Regions from separate parts of the Ovis aries genome. Here region 2 is linked to region 1. Evidence: chromatin contacts called from public Hi-C data. All regions are on one chromosome and are shown on one strand. Each heading gives the region's core, a stretch centred on a gene start, on an enhancer-like site or on the middle of the called end of the contact. The rest is flanking DNA. Distances are from core to core; before and after follow the strand shown. Region 1 overlaps SYNE3 (spectrin repeat containing nuclear envelope family member 3). Region 2 holds the start of GLRX5 (glutaredoxin 5).

Region 1 (6,006 bases), core at 1,745-4,244:
AGGAGAAATGTCAACCACCTCAGATATGCAGATGATACCGTTCTAATGGCAGAAAGTGAGGACAAACTAAAGCGCTTCTTGATGAGAGTGAAAACAGTGACTTAAAACTCAATGTTCAAAACACTAAAATGGCATCTGGCCCCATCACTTCATGGCAAATAGAAGGGGAAAAAGCGGAAGCAGCGATAGATTTTCTCTTGGGCTCCAAAATCACTGTGGATGGTGACTGCAACCATGAACTTAAAAGACATTTCCTCCTTGGAAGAAAAGCTATTACAAACCCGGACAGCATATTAAAAAGCAGGGACATCACTTTGCCGACAGAAGTCCATATAATCAAAACTATGGTTTTTCCAGGAGTCATGTATGGATGTGAGAGCTGGACCAAAAGAAGGCTGAGCGCCAAAGAATTGCTGCTGTCAAACTGTGGTGTTAGAGAAGACTCTTGAGAGTCCCTCAGACAGCAAGGAGGTCAAACCAGTCAGTCCTAAAGGAAATCAACCCTGATTATTCATTGGAAGAACTGACGCTGAAGTTGAAGCCCCAATACTTTAGCCACCTGATGTGAAGAGCTGACTCATTGGAAAAAACCCTGATGCTGAGAAAGATTGAAGGCAGGATCAGAAGAGAGTGACAGAGGATGAGAAGGTTGGATGGCATCACTGAGACAATAGACATGAGTTTGAGCAAACTCCGGGAGATAGTGAAGGACAGGGAAGCCTGGCGTGCTGCAGTCCATGGGGTTGCAAAGAGTCTGACACAATTTAGCAACTGAACAACCACAAAAGGGCCTAGGGGAGCATGATCAGAGGGAATTCAGGAAGGCCTCCCAGAGGAGGTGGCATCTCAGTGGGGTCGTGATGCACAGGAGCTCATGGGGCAGAGAGAGGACCAACAGGGAACTCTGCAGCCGCAGCCAGCTCCCATGCAGATAGCCTGAACTCTGCACAGCCCAGGCCCCACTTCCTCCAAGGAGCCTGCCCTGGTCACATTCCCACCTGACACTCACTCTTCCTGCCCCAAAGCCCTTTGCCCGACTTCATGGTCCTATTGATCAACCAGTTATTAGAGGTAAATATGTCTTGCTTCTCTCACCAAGGGCTCAGGAGTCTGGAGGTCAGGGGTTTTGTTTTCAGCTGGCCAGAGTCCTTCCACTTGATATCTGATGATGTTACAGAGACAATGAGCTGGGCATGGGGTGGAGAGGAAGTAAGACTGCAGCCCAGGTAGGTGACCTGCTGATGACGTGTATAGTTGGTGATTAGCCACACAGAGGCCAAGCCTCTTGAGGCAGGGGGCCACCTTCATTCCCTTTTTGCCAGACTCAAGACGCAGTATCACAAGGGTGAAGAAATCAGGCTGGGGAGTTGCAATCATGAGTTTGGATGGCTCACTGACTGGGCGTAGAGAAGGAAATGGCCACCCACTCCAGTATTCTGGCCTAGGAAATCCCATGGACAGAGAAGCCTGGTGGGCTACAGTCCTTGGGATCCCAAGAGTGGGACATGACTTAGTGACTAAACCGCCACCACCACCACTGACTGGGAGAACCTGGGTAATTCCAAGCCTCAGTTTCCTCATCGGTAAATGACCAATAGGCATATCGCAGCTCGTGGGGCTGTCACGAGGCTTAAATGCCTAAAAAGCATTTAACACAGTGCAGGACCCTCACAAGAAAAGATAGATCTTCTCAGCCATTATTATTTGACCAGCTGTTCTGGGTTGAATTGTGACCTTCAAAAGAGAAATGGTTGGGGGAAGAAAGGTTTGGTCAAGTCTCAACTCCACTACCTTAGAATGCAACCTTCTTTGGAGAGAGGGGCTTTACAGAGGCAATCAGGTTAAAATGAGGTCATTGATTGGTGCCTTTACAGAAAGGGAAGATTTAGACCCAGATGCATGCACAGACTGAGAAGGCAATGGCACCCCACTCCAGTACTCTTGCCTGGAAAATCCCACGGACGGAGGAGCCTGGAAGGCTGCAGTCCATGGGGTCGCTGAGGGTCAGGCCCAACTGAGCGACTTCGCTTTCACTTCGCTTTCATGCATTGGAGAAGGAAATGGCAACCCACTCCAGTGTTCTTGCCTGGAGAATCCCAGGGACGGGGGAGCCTGGTGGGCTGCCGTCAATGGGGTCGCACAGAGTCGGACACGACTGAAGTGACTTAGCCGCAGCAGCATGCACAGAGGGAAGAGGTGGCGGAGATCTTTAGGGGGAGGATGGTCCATGATGACAGGCGGAGATCAGAGTGGTGGACCTACAAAGCAGTGAATGCCAGCAACCGGCAGGGAACATCAGAAGCTAGAAGAGGCAAGGGAGGAGTCTCCCCTAGAACCACTGGAGACAGCAAGATCCTCTTGAGACATCAACTTCGGACTTCCAGCTTTCAGAACTTTAAGAGAATGAAGTTCTGTTGTTTTCTTTTTTATATAAAAGCACCACTTTTTGGTGCTTTGTTACAGCAACCCTAGAGAACTAACACACCAGCCACGCCCAGGTTTTGGCTGGAGCTTTGCGGACCCACAGGGCTTCCCTGGTGGCTCAGACAGAAAAGAACATGCCTGCAAGGCAGGAGACCTGGGTTCCATCCCTGAATCAGGAAGATCCCCTAGAGAAGGGAATGGCTACCCACTCCAGTATTCTTGCCTGGAGAATTCCATGGACAGAGGAGTTGGGAGGGCTACAGTCCATGGGGTCACAAAGAGTCAGACACAGTGGAGCAACTAACACTTTCACTTTCAATCCACAAGCCGCTCTGAGGCTAGATGCAGAAGCTGAGTTGAGAAAAGAGAGGGCTGGGACTTCCCCAGCAGTACAGCGGTTGAGACTCTGCACTCTCAATGCCAGGGGTATGGGCTCAATTCCTGGCTGGGGAACTAGGATCCCACATGCCGCATGGTGTGGCCAAAAAAGAGAGGGCTGGCAGCTTGAGCCCTGACCTGTGAAATCCCTTCTGCCCAGGCAGGCCAGTGGGAGTGATGCAAGACACACTCCCAACCAGCAAACAGACTCCAAAGGTGAGTAAGCCAAAGTCCTGGCCCCACGTGTTCCAACCCACTGCTCAGTGAAAGTCCTGCTGTGGGAGTCCTGGGTCCCACTCTAGAGCGACAGGACCTCCCTCCTGCCTCAAGAAGGTCCCCGTTTGCTTTCTGCCCCAGTGGGAAGGACAGGAGGCAATATCCTGACACAGCAGGGAAAGTTGGACAGGCCTGGGTCAAAGCCAGCCCTGTCACTCAACGGTTGTGTTAACCTCAAGCAAGTGGCTCCCCAACAGTCAAATGATAAGAATCATTCTGCTTGTTCCGCAGAGCTGTTTCCAGAAGCCAAAGTGAAAACAGGGCTGAGAATGTTAGCCAAGACTCTATAACCCACAGTTCTGGCCCCAGCTCTGCCTCTCTTGAGCAGCCAGACCTTGAACATGCTCTCTCACTTCTCCCTGGCCCGGATCCCTCATCAGTAAAAGGAGGAGAATGCTAGCAATGGAAATAAAACTCAGTGTCCATACATATTCAATGCACATTCATTATGACAACGAAAATTGCAAACAACCTCAACAATCGAATTGTGGCTACTTAAAAAAATAAATAAAAGGGCACGCCCCCAAATGGAATAGTCTGCATCCATTTAAAGTGATTTCTTGAACCATGCTATTGAACCATTTTAAAGGGTGCTGAGAAAAAGCTCAGATGTGTCAACTGAAAATACGAGGACACACAGCCATATATCATGAGCCCAGTACACCAGTCAGGATGCACACGGGCAGTGCCAGCAGCCACCCCGGGACCTGAAGGCAGATGCAGTTTAGAGCTGCAAAGAGCCTAGGTTCTGGAAGATACCACTGAGCTATCAAGCCAGCTCTGGAACCACCAGAAAGTCAGTTTTCTGCCACTTGTCACATGCATCCCAATGGGTACACATTAAAGGTAATGGCCTGACATCCTCAGACTTCCAGCAGAGGACTGTCTGTAGCCGGGTCGGGAAGAGAACCAGTGTGGGCGGATCATGGCAGAGTCCTGGGGCCACACCAAGCACCAGGCTTCGCCTTCTCTCCAAGAACTGAGGGTGACTTTTGTCCCTGATAATTACAAGTGTGCACTTGGGACCCGCCAGGCTGCTAGTGAGCTCTACCCAGATACCTGGAGGACCGAGAGATACGTCTTTCCCTGCAGGGATGGCCGAAATGCCGCATTTGGCTGGTGGTCTCCCCCAGGGGCCCCCACCATCCCTCCCGACAGAACCAGGCTTACCTCGATCTGCGGCAGGAAGGTGTGGATGGAGGGCGGGTCTGGCAGGCTGGCGGTGACATCCAGGAGTCTCTGGGCCAGCTCCCTCCATAGGTGCAGGTCCTGGGGGTGCCGCTGGAAACGCTGCCATAGCTCTGTGGCTGCGGTGTTGCGCAGCCTGCTGCTCTTGGCCTTCATTCTGTGAGCACAGGAGAGGGGGCACGGAGAGAGGAGAGAGTGGGTCAGTCCAGGGGCCAGGCCTCCCCCCGGACCCCCAGAGCACCTCACGTGTGCTGCCCCTGGGGCAAGCTCTTCCCCTATTCCATAGGCTGCCGGGCTGTCCAGGGGACCCTGAGGCCTAGGCTTTCCGGATACAAGTGCTCTGGAGGTAAGCCAGTCCTCCAACAGACGTGCAGCCCAGCTTCCAGACCAGGGAAAGAAACAAGCCTCGAAGAGGAATTGTGGAGACCTCAGACTCAGGCGGCCTGCCCCCAGCAACTCACAAAAGCAACAAAATCCCTTCTTGAGTAAGATGCCATTATACTAGGCCCAAATAATTCCTACAGAAAATTTTTCAAATATAATGCCCATGTAGCGCAGGGAACTATATTCAATAACTTATAATAGTCTACAAGGAAAAGAATCTGAGAAAGAATAGATATATATTATATGTATAACTAAATCGCTTTGCTGTACAACTGAAACTAACAAAATACTATAAATCAGTTACACGTGACACGCCATGCTAAGCCGCTTCAGTCATGTCTGACTCTTTGCAACCATATGGACTATACCGTGCCAGGCTCCTCTGTCCATGGGAGTCTCCAGGCAAGAAAATTGAAGTGGGTTGCAGTACCCTCCTCCAGGGGATCTTTCTGATCCAGAGGTCGAACCTGTATCTCCTGCATTGCAGCTGGATTCTTTCCCACTAGCATCACCTGGAAAGCCCATATGTATATACATATGTATATATATAATGTATATAGGCCGTCTAGCACTCAGTCATAGATAACCAGCACCCGCCACCTCAACAAGAGCAGCGAAGGAGACTTCAGCCACCCTGTCCCACCGCCCACTAGCACCCTGGGGGAACCAGGTCGCTGCTCTGAATATACAGAAGGGTGGCCTGCTAACACTGTGGGGTGAGAGACACCCAGCAAGGGGGGAGCTCCCTGAGTTCCTCCTTGGGGAACCTCCTGTATCAGACAAGGGAATGAGAGATGCTACAGGGGTGCTTCTTAGGTGACTCAGTGGTGGGGAAAAAAAAACAAAACAAAACACCCCACCTGCCAAGGCAGGAGATGCGAGTTCGATCCCTGAGTGGGGGATGATCCCCTGGAGAAGGAAGTGGCAACCTACCTCAGTATTCCTGTCTGGGAAATCCCATGGACAGAGGAGCCTGGCAGGCTATAGTCCATGGGGTCACAAAGAATTGGACATGACTGACCGACTAAAACAACAGCAACAGAGATGGGAACGGTTGGGCTGTGTTCCAAACCCCTCTGAGCCTCACATAGTAAAAACAGGCACCGATTCCAAATTTAAACTGTGCCCAGTTCCACACGGGGTGGATATTTGATCCGCTGGTCTTTGCTGAGCTAAGAGCCTTGAGCTCCGACTGTGCCCAAGCCCATGGGCTGACGGGAGGTAGAAGCTGGCCTGAAGTCAGGCCCAGGTGCTTCCATCAGTACCGCCAGCAGGTGGGGGCATGATGCTGGCCCAGCGGAGAGCCCTCCCCTTGGACCATTACATAGGAGACCCGTCTCTGGTGCAAAGTTGCAT
Region 2 (6,006 bases), core at 2,065-4,564, 88 kb after region 1:
GCTCGGACCTACTGGAAGTTTCTGGGGTCATGTGTCCTATACAAAATAACCACACCCTGTCAGAAGGCAGCATGAACCTCAGGACTGAAGTTAAGAGTATCAAAACACTGACACACCAAGTGTTCAAATGAAGTTCCACCTTTAGGCTGGGTAATCCTTTTTGTTTAGGGCTGATATATAGGAAGAAACGATGTCAAATTTGTAAGGTTTTAACTATGGGTTCAACCAGCATTTGCTTTCGGAGTGGGTAGAAAGGAGAAATTTTACTAAATATAGTAAAACCTTATCTATAAATAACCACGGGAAAGAAAACCACTTTTAGGATGCCTGAGTCAGCATGTTTACATAGTAGACTATTTAGTTTGGGGTCAAATTACATTTTGTGACCCAAATCCCAGGATTCTCCTAGGTTTCTTGTACTTCCCACCCCCACTTCCCTGTTAATGTCCCCAAGGGAGAGATCACAAAGTGATAAAGAGGGTGATGTCCAGTTCAGAACGCCCAAATGTACTTGCATACAAAGGCAGATTCCTTACAACTGTTTAAGAATTTTTGTCATAGGTTCACTATAGAGTCTCTAGTGAGAAAGTTGATAATTCAGAAGCCAGGTTATATACAAGAGGCTGGTGCTTTGGAGGAAATATTTTGAACACTATTTTCTTTGATTCTCTAAATCACTGATGTTTGGTGCCAACACCTGATGAGTGGTTTTAAGTCAAAGACAGAAAGGAATATATTCAACACATACATTTTATACTTCAGGTTACTTTATTAAAAACTTACATTTAGGTGTATTGCTTCAATTTCTTTGGTCTAGATACATGATCTCTTTCCCTTCATCATCTTATCAAAGTCATCCCACTTAGCTCTTTGAAAGAACCCCCGCTTGCTTTTCCATGTCCTTGCATTTCAGACAGTCTCACCGTATTGACTGTAACTAGCAACTCTATCGTAAGTTTGGAAAACATAGGGTTCATATTCTTCCTGCTCAAGGATTATTCTTAATGACAGCTATATTCTCAACTTAATAAAATGTCTGTCAATTGTACAGGCAAAGCCAATGTTACAGACCAGGCAAACAACAGGCTACTCCCCACCACCCAGTTTTACATTTTGGACCCTCACATAATCGGTTTGCAAATTCTTCTCCCTAATCCAGTGAACACAAGCAGAGAATCAGGCAGCTTATAGGAGGCAATGAACAATTTACATTTTCTGGAACAAACTGTCAATATTTATTGAAAAAATAAAATAAAATAAACTTACTATAAGCACTGGGTTAGCCAAAAAGTTCATGCCGGTTTTCTCAGCTTACAGGAAAACCAAATGAACTTTCTGGCCAACCCAATATGAGTATATGTTAGGTGACCTTGAAAATGATACAGTTCCTAAAGTTATGAGCCACAGATGCTGGACTTCTGGAACAATAGTTAAACTTCTGCATCACATCACTTTCCGTATTATTTCTGTTCATGATGTCTGTTCCTCTGATTTACCTGGAATCAATGACTCTGGGGGAGAGAAAAAGGATTCTTTAAGAAGCTCATCAATCGTGGGTCCCACATTAGTAAAGTACTAAACATCAATAACATCAGAGGGGGGTTAAATAAATATGTCACTGGGGAGCATTTCTGAGGAAAGTCTTGAGTTTAATTTTCAGCTTATGGGGCTCAAGTTTCATGCTGAATGATTATTTAGAAGATACTCTTGCTGAAAGCACATATTTTAATTTTCAGATTTTTAACCTTGAATGCAGAACGAGGTCACCTCCAGCCACAACTTTTAAAATACTTAGGGTTTTAAAAAAAAAGAAAAGAAAAGAAAGGTAATTTGTAGCAGTACTGAAGTGTCCAACAGAAACCACTTCATCTGTTAAACAATATCTGACTGCCAAAGTTTCTCTTCCTGTCGGTTGATAGACAATGGCATGGCACAGCCATCATCACCGTGGCAACAGCACTGGGAACTATCAGAGGAAAATTGCACATGGCACTGCCGGCCCTCGAGCAGTCCTGCCTCAGCTTCCTCTGGAGGATGCTTTCTCTGCAAGTCTGGGGTGCTCCAGGGTACCATCAACCCAGTGCGACGCCGAGACTACAGATCACATGGCGATTTCACGGAGCCCCGCTCTTCGGGGGTCACTCTTGTCAGCAACGCAAGCACCCGTTTTACGTACTGAAGATGCAGCGGTGAATGAAGTCAAGGGTCTGGGAGGGAAGGCAACAACAAGCTAATGATGTACGACAAGGTGTGACATGCACAATGAAGAATGGAGAAAGCGGTGGGCCTCGGGAGGCTTCCTTTCCCTCCCCTGTACCCCCACATTGCTTTGCGCCCGCCTCTCATCTGTCAACCTTTGGGCACAGGTCTCACTGGACGTCTCTCCCCGGCGCCGTGCCTTGTACGCAGCAGCTGCTCGGAAAACGTTCCTCGAACGAACCAATTCCTTTCTTAAGTTTCTCACTCAACACACCTTTCCTGGGGCCCAGGCCCAGGGGCTTAAGTAGGCTGAAAAGTCAGCGAAGCCCCGACCACACAGACAAGAGCGCCTCGTGAACTTTAAAAGTCAAAAGCTATTTTAGTGAAATAATCGAGGTGCAGAGGCGAGAAAGGGTCTGGGTCTCCCACGTGAGCAGCGGGACAGCCGGAGGGCCGGGACTCAAGCCCCGCGCGCCCCGACCTCGTAACCCCGGCCAGGCCCGGCCCCCAGAGGCCCGCGCGGTCCCTGTTCCCGCCGCGGCCTCACGGAAGCTCCGGCAGCTCACCTAAGCGGACAACGCAGGACCGAAGCCAACTCCAGCCCCTCCAACAACGCGAGCTCACTACCCAGGTACCGGCCAACCACGCTGCCGTGGCAACGCCGCTGCCGCCGTCTGCACCGGAACCGGAATCCTCGTCTGGACGTGACCCCTTCCCGGCGTTCCGCGGAGCTGCGAAAACCCCGCCCAGCGCCTGACCCAGTCCTCCCACAGTATCCCAGCAGGCCCGTCTGCCCTTCGGAGGGAAGTCGTCTTTTTGGTTTCGCCTCTGCTTACCACGGAACGTCGTGACACTGATGGACATCCACTTTCTCCAATCAGCTGACGAAGCGGTTGCCGACGGCCAATGGTAAGGGGGTGGGTAGTGGCTCAGACGTAAAGACCTCCTTCAACCTGTCGGGGCGGGACGAGCAATCTGATTGGTAGAATCAAGTAATTGCGGGCCAGCTCTATCCAATGAGGGAGAGCTATTCGGAGCCGGTCCAATGAGGGCCTCCGGGGGGCGGGCCGAGTCGCCGCGGGCCGGGCCCCGGGAAGGCTCCGGCTGGCTAGCCCAGGTCGCCGGCGGTCAAGAGCTGCGGCCAACGTGCTGGGATGAGCGGCTCTCTGGGCCGGGCGGCGGCGGCGGCGGCGACCGCTCTGCTCCGCTGGGGGCGCGGCGTAGGCGGCGGCCTCCGGGGCCCGGGCGTGCGGGCGGCAGGCTCGGGCGGCAGCGGCTCGTCGGAGCACTTGGACGCGTTGGTGAAGAAGGACAAGGTGGTGGTCTTCCTCAAGGGGACGCCGGAGCAGCCCCAGTGCGGCTTCAGCAACGCTGTGGTGCAGATCCTGCGGCTGCACGGCGTCCGCGACTACGCGGCCTACAATGTGCTGGACGACCCCCAGCTCCGGCAAGGTCAGGGCCGGCTGCGGGCGGGGCTGGGGGGCGACCTTCCTTGGCTGCTCTACGGGGCCGAGGGTCTGTCGGGCAGGTCCGTCCGGGGGCTCGAGGGGAGGGGGTTAGGGTATGGGTTTCCACACCGCATCAGAGCATCTAGAGTGGGGGCACGATCGAGTTGGAACTAGGTTTTGAAGATCTGGGGCTCTGGGCCAGTCTGTGCAGCGGGTTTAAGTCCTAGAGGTTCTCCGATCCTCACTCTGAGCTGCAGTAGGCGTTTCGGGGCAAGTTCTCTTCGGCTGAGTCCAAGCAACATTATCAGCAGCCCGACTCCCAGCTCTGCAGGAGTGGGGAAGTGGGGCAGAGGGATACAGGAAGAGGCCCTAAGAAGTAATCACTTGGGAACAATTTGAGGGAGTGGCCTGTCCCGTGGATAAGGGACAGGTGCTGTTGATGGTGCCGGGAGGGCCGAGGTTGCCCTTTTCTGAGGCTCGGGGATTCAGAGATTGGCCTGTCGTGCCTCAAGGCTGGGGGATGAGGGTGGTCAGGGACCGTTCTCCGTCGTTGCTTACAAGGAGGGGCTGGACTCAGCTTTTGGAGTGGACTTAGCTGACGTCTGCTGCTGAAAAAGACATGAAAATTTATGTTCAGATACTCAAGGATGGGGGAGATTTGTGGGAGATAGGGTATCTTAGAGAGGTTTGTGGGGAGCTGGACGAGGAATGACTCCTGAGCCCTAGCTAACTCAAGCTGGCAGCTCCAGGAGCCAGTCAGGTTCTGGGGCAAAGTATGCAGAGTCTGTGACTTGTCACTGTCTCTGGAGGGAGGGAGGAGGGCCCTGACAGTTAATTAGCACCTTTGCTGTTGAGTCTCCTGCTGTGAACCTTACCTGCATTCTGCTGTTTCAAGTGAGTTGAGTAGGAGGGACTGGAGAAGGGAATGGCACGGGCACGCATTCCAGTATTCTTGCCTGGAAAACCAGGCCTGCCCTTTGGCTGGGGTGGATGGGGCTGGCAGAGAAATGGGGGGACTGTCCCTGTACCCGCTGAAGCGTGGCATTCCAGTTAGACTTTTCAGTGACTGAGTTCTCCCTGAGTCTTCCTGAGGTTGTTTAGTGACAGTGTCCTGGAGAGTTTTAAGGCACCAAGTTCTCTGGTAGTCTGCATGCCGAGTTCTGTTTTCTGCTGTTCTGCATTTGAAGTTGTCCATCATAGTCATTCCAACATGGACGAGACAGGCTGGTGTCAGGGAAAGGCTTCAGGTTAGAATCCTGTGGCCAATCCATTCTGCAGCCTGAAGCAAGGCACAAAACTGCGTTTTCCCTTTGAATAATATGAGGATAATGAAACCACGTGTGCCAAAGATTTTGTGAGGAACAAAGAGAAAGGAAAACTTTTAGAATGTGCCCGTCATCTCACCTGGCACAGGGAAGGCACCCACTAAATGGTAGCTGTTTTATTATTAGCACTTTATGACTTTAAAAGTATTTTTCCCCATGTTATCTAATCCGTACAGAACTCTTGGTTTTGGCGGGTGGAAATGAGGAGTGAAGGCAGCTTAACATTACCAGAAGGTATGGGATCCCAAAGAGTCGGACACAACTGAGCAACTAAAAATTTAAAAAAGTAATACTTCCATGTATTATACCCACGATCCTTTTGCCTTCCTGGTCTTCTGGAATGCTACCAAGTGGCTGGCTTTTTTCACTTACAGGGTGAGCTGCAGTCTTCATCCAGCAGCAGGGTGTCTCTGCTTATAAGATAAGATGGGAGTAACTGCAGTCTCAGCTGGGACCTTGCCTCGCCCCTATGGCCCTTAGTAAAAAGTTGTGTTGTTGATATCTTGCTTAGCATAAAGTTTTGAGAGCCTCCAGTCTGTGACTTTCAGTTCTCCTGTTTAATATAACCAGTGGATGGTATAACTGAATCCCTTTGCTCTATACCTGAAACATTATGCATCAACTATACTTCAATTATTTAAAAAAATGTTTTTAAATATAACCAGAGGTAGGCCATACTGCAGTCTGGCCAGCAAACTGAAAGTAAGAGCAGGAGTGAGAATGTTTTTGCTAAGAACACTTCTGTGTTTGACTTTCAGCCTTCTGTTCTTAAGTGTTCAAACAATAGCAACAGGAATTTAACCCTTAAATGTCTTGACCGTTGACCTTCATCAGACCATTACTTTAGTCAGTAAATGTGTTACATGTATATTGAACATAATACATGTCCTTTGTTCCCTAGAAAAGTAAGCATTAGTGTAAGTCTTAACCTCCAGACTTAGGGCAGGGTGGTGTAAGCAGGTTTTCACAGTGAGGATTATTAGCCTGGGTGAGGCTTTGAAACTTGAAGTCTCCATCTTTTTGCTTGCCACAGC

What was found. A called contact is a pair of places that touch in the nucleus more often than the background predicts.
Region 2: a contact with region 1 is called in a Hi-C map of liver, with 4 times the contacts expected there. The contact joins the promoter of GLRX5 here to the enhancer-like site in region 1. A contact is called at or near these places in 11 of 16 Hi-C or Micro-C datasets (blood, hypothalamus, liver and 4 more).

Annotation. Positions count from the first base shown.
Region 1 is chr18:58,020,622-58,026,627 of ARS-UI_Ramb_v3.0, forward strand. SYNE3 (spectrin repeat containing nuclear envelope family member 3) reads right to left here. Exons shown (of 18, transcript XM_060401917.1): 8 at 4,249-4,423. Among named protein-coding and RNA genes, the nearest start is that of SYNE3, 69 kb to the right of the region's middle. Within about 2 kb of position 2,995, at least 12 of the 54 cell types and tissues checked have an H3K27ac peak or open chromatin away from gene starts, as enhancers often do. A contact at or near this core is called in liver and tail adipose tissue, where this site is marked.
Region 2 is chr18:58,108,731-58,114,736 of ARS-UI_Ramb_v3.0, forward strand. It overlaps GLRX5 (glutaredoxin 5), which reads left to right and starts at 3,315. Exons shown (of 3, transcript XM_060401462.1): 1 at 3,315-3,651. The coding sequence starts at 3,354. It overlaps LOC105603234 (a long non-coding RNA gene), which reads right to left and starts at 2,899. Exons shown (of 4, transcript XR_009597123.1): 1 at 2,766-2,899; 2 at 1-1,511. It also overlaps LOC114109243.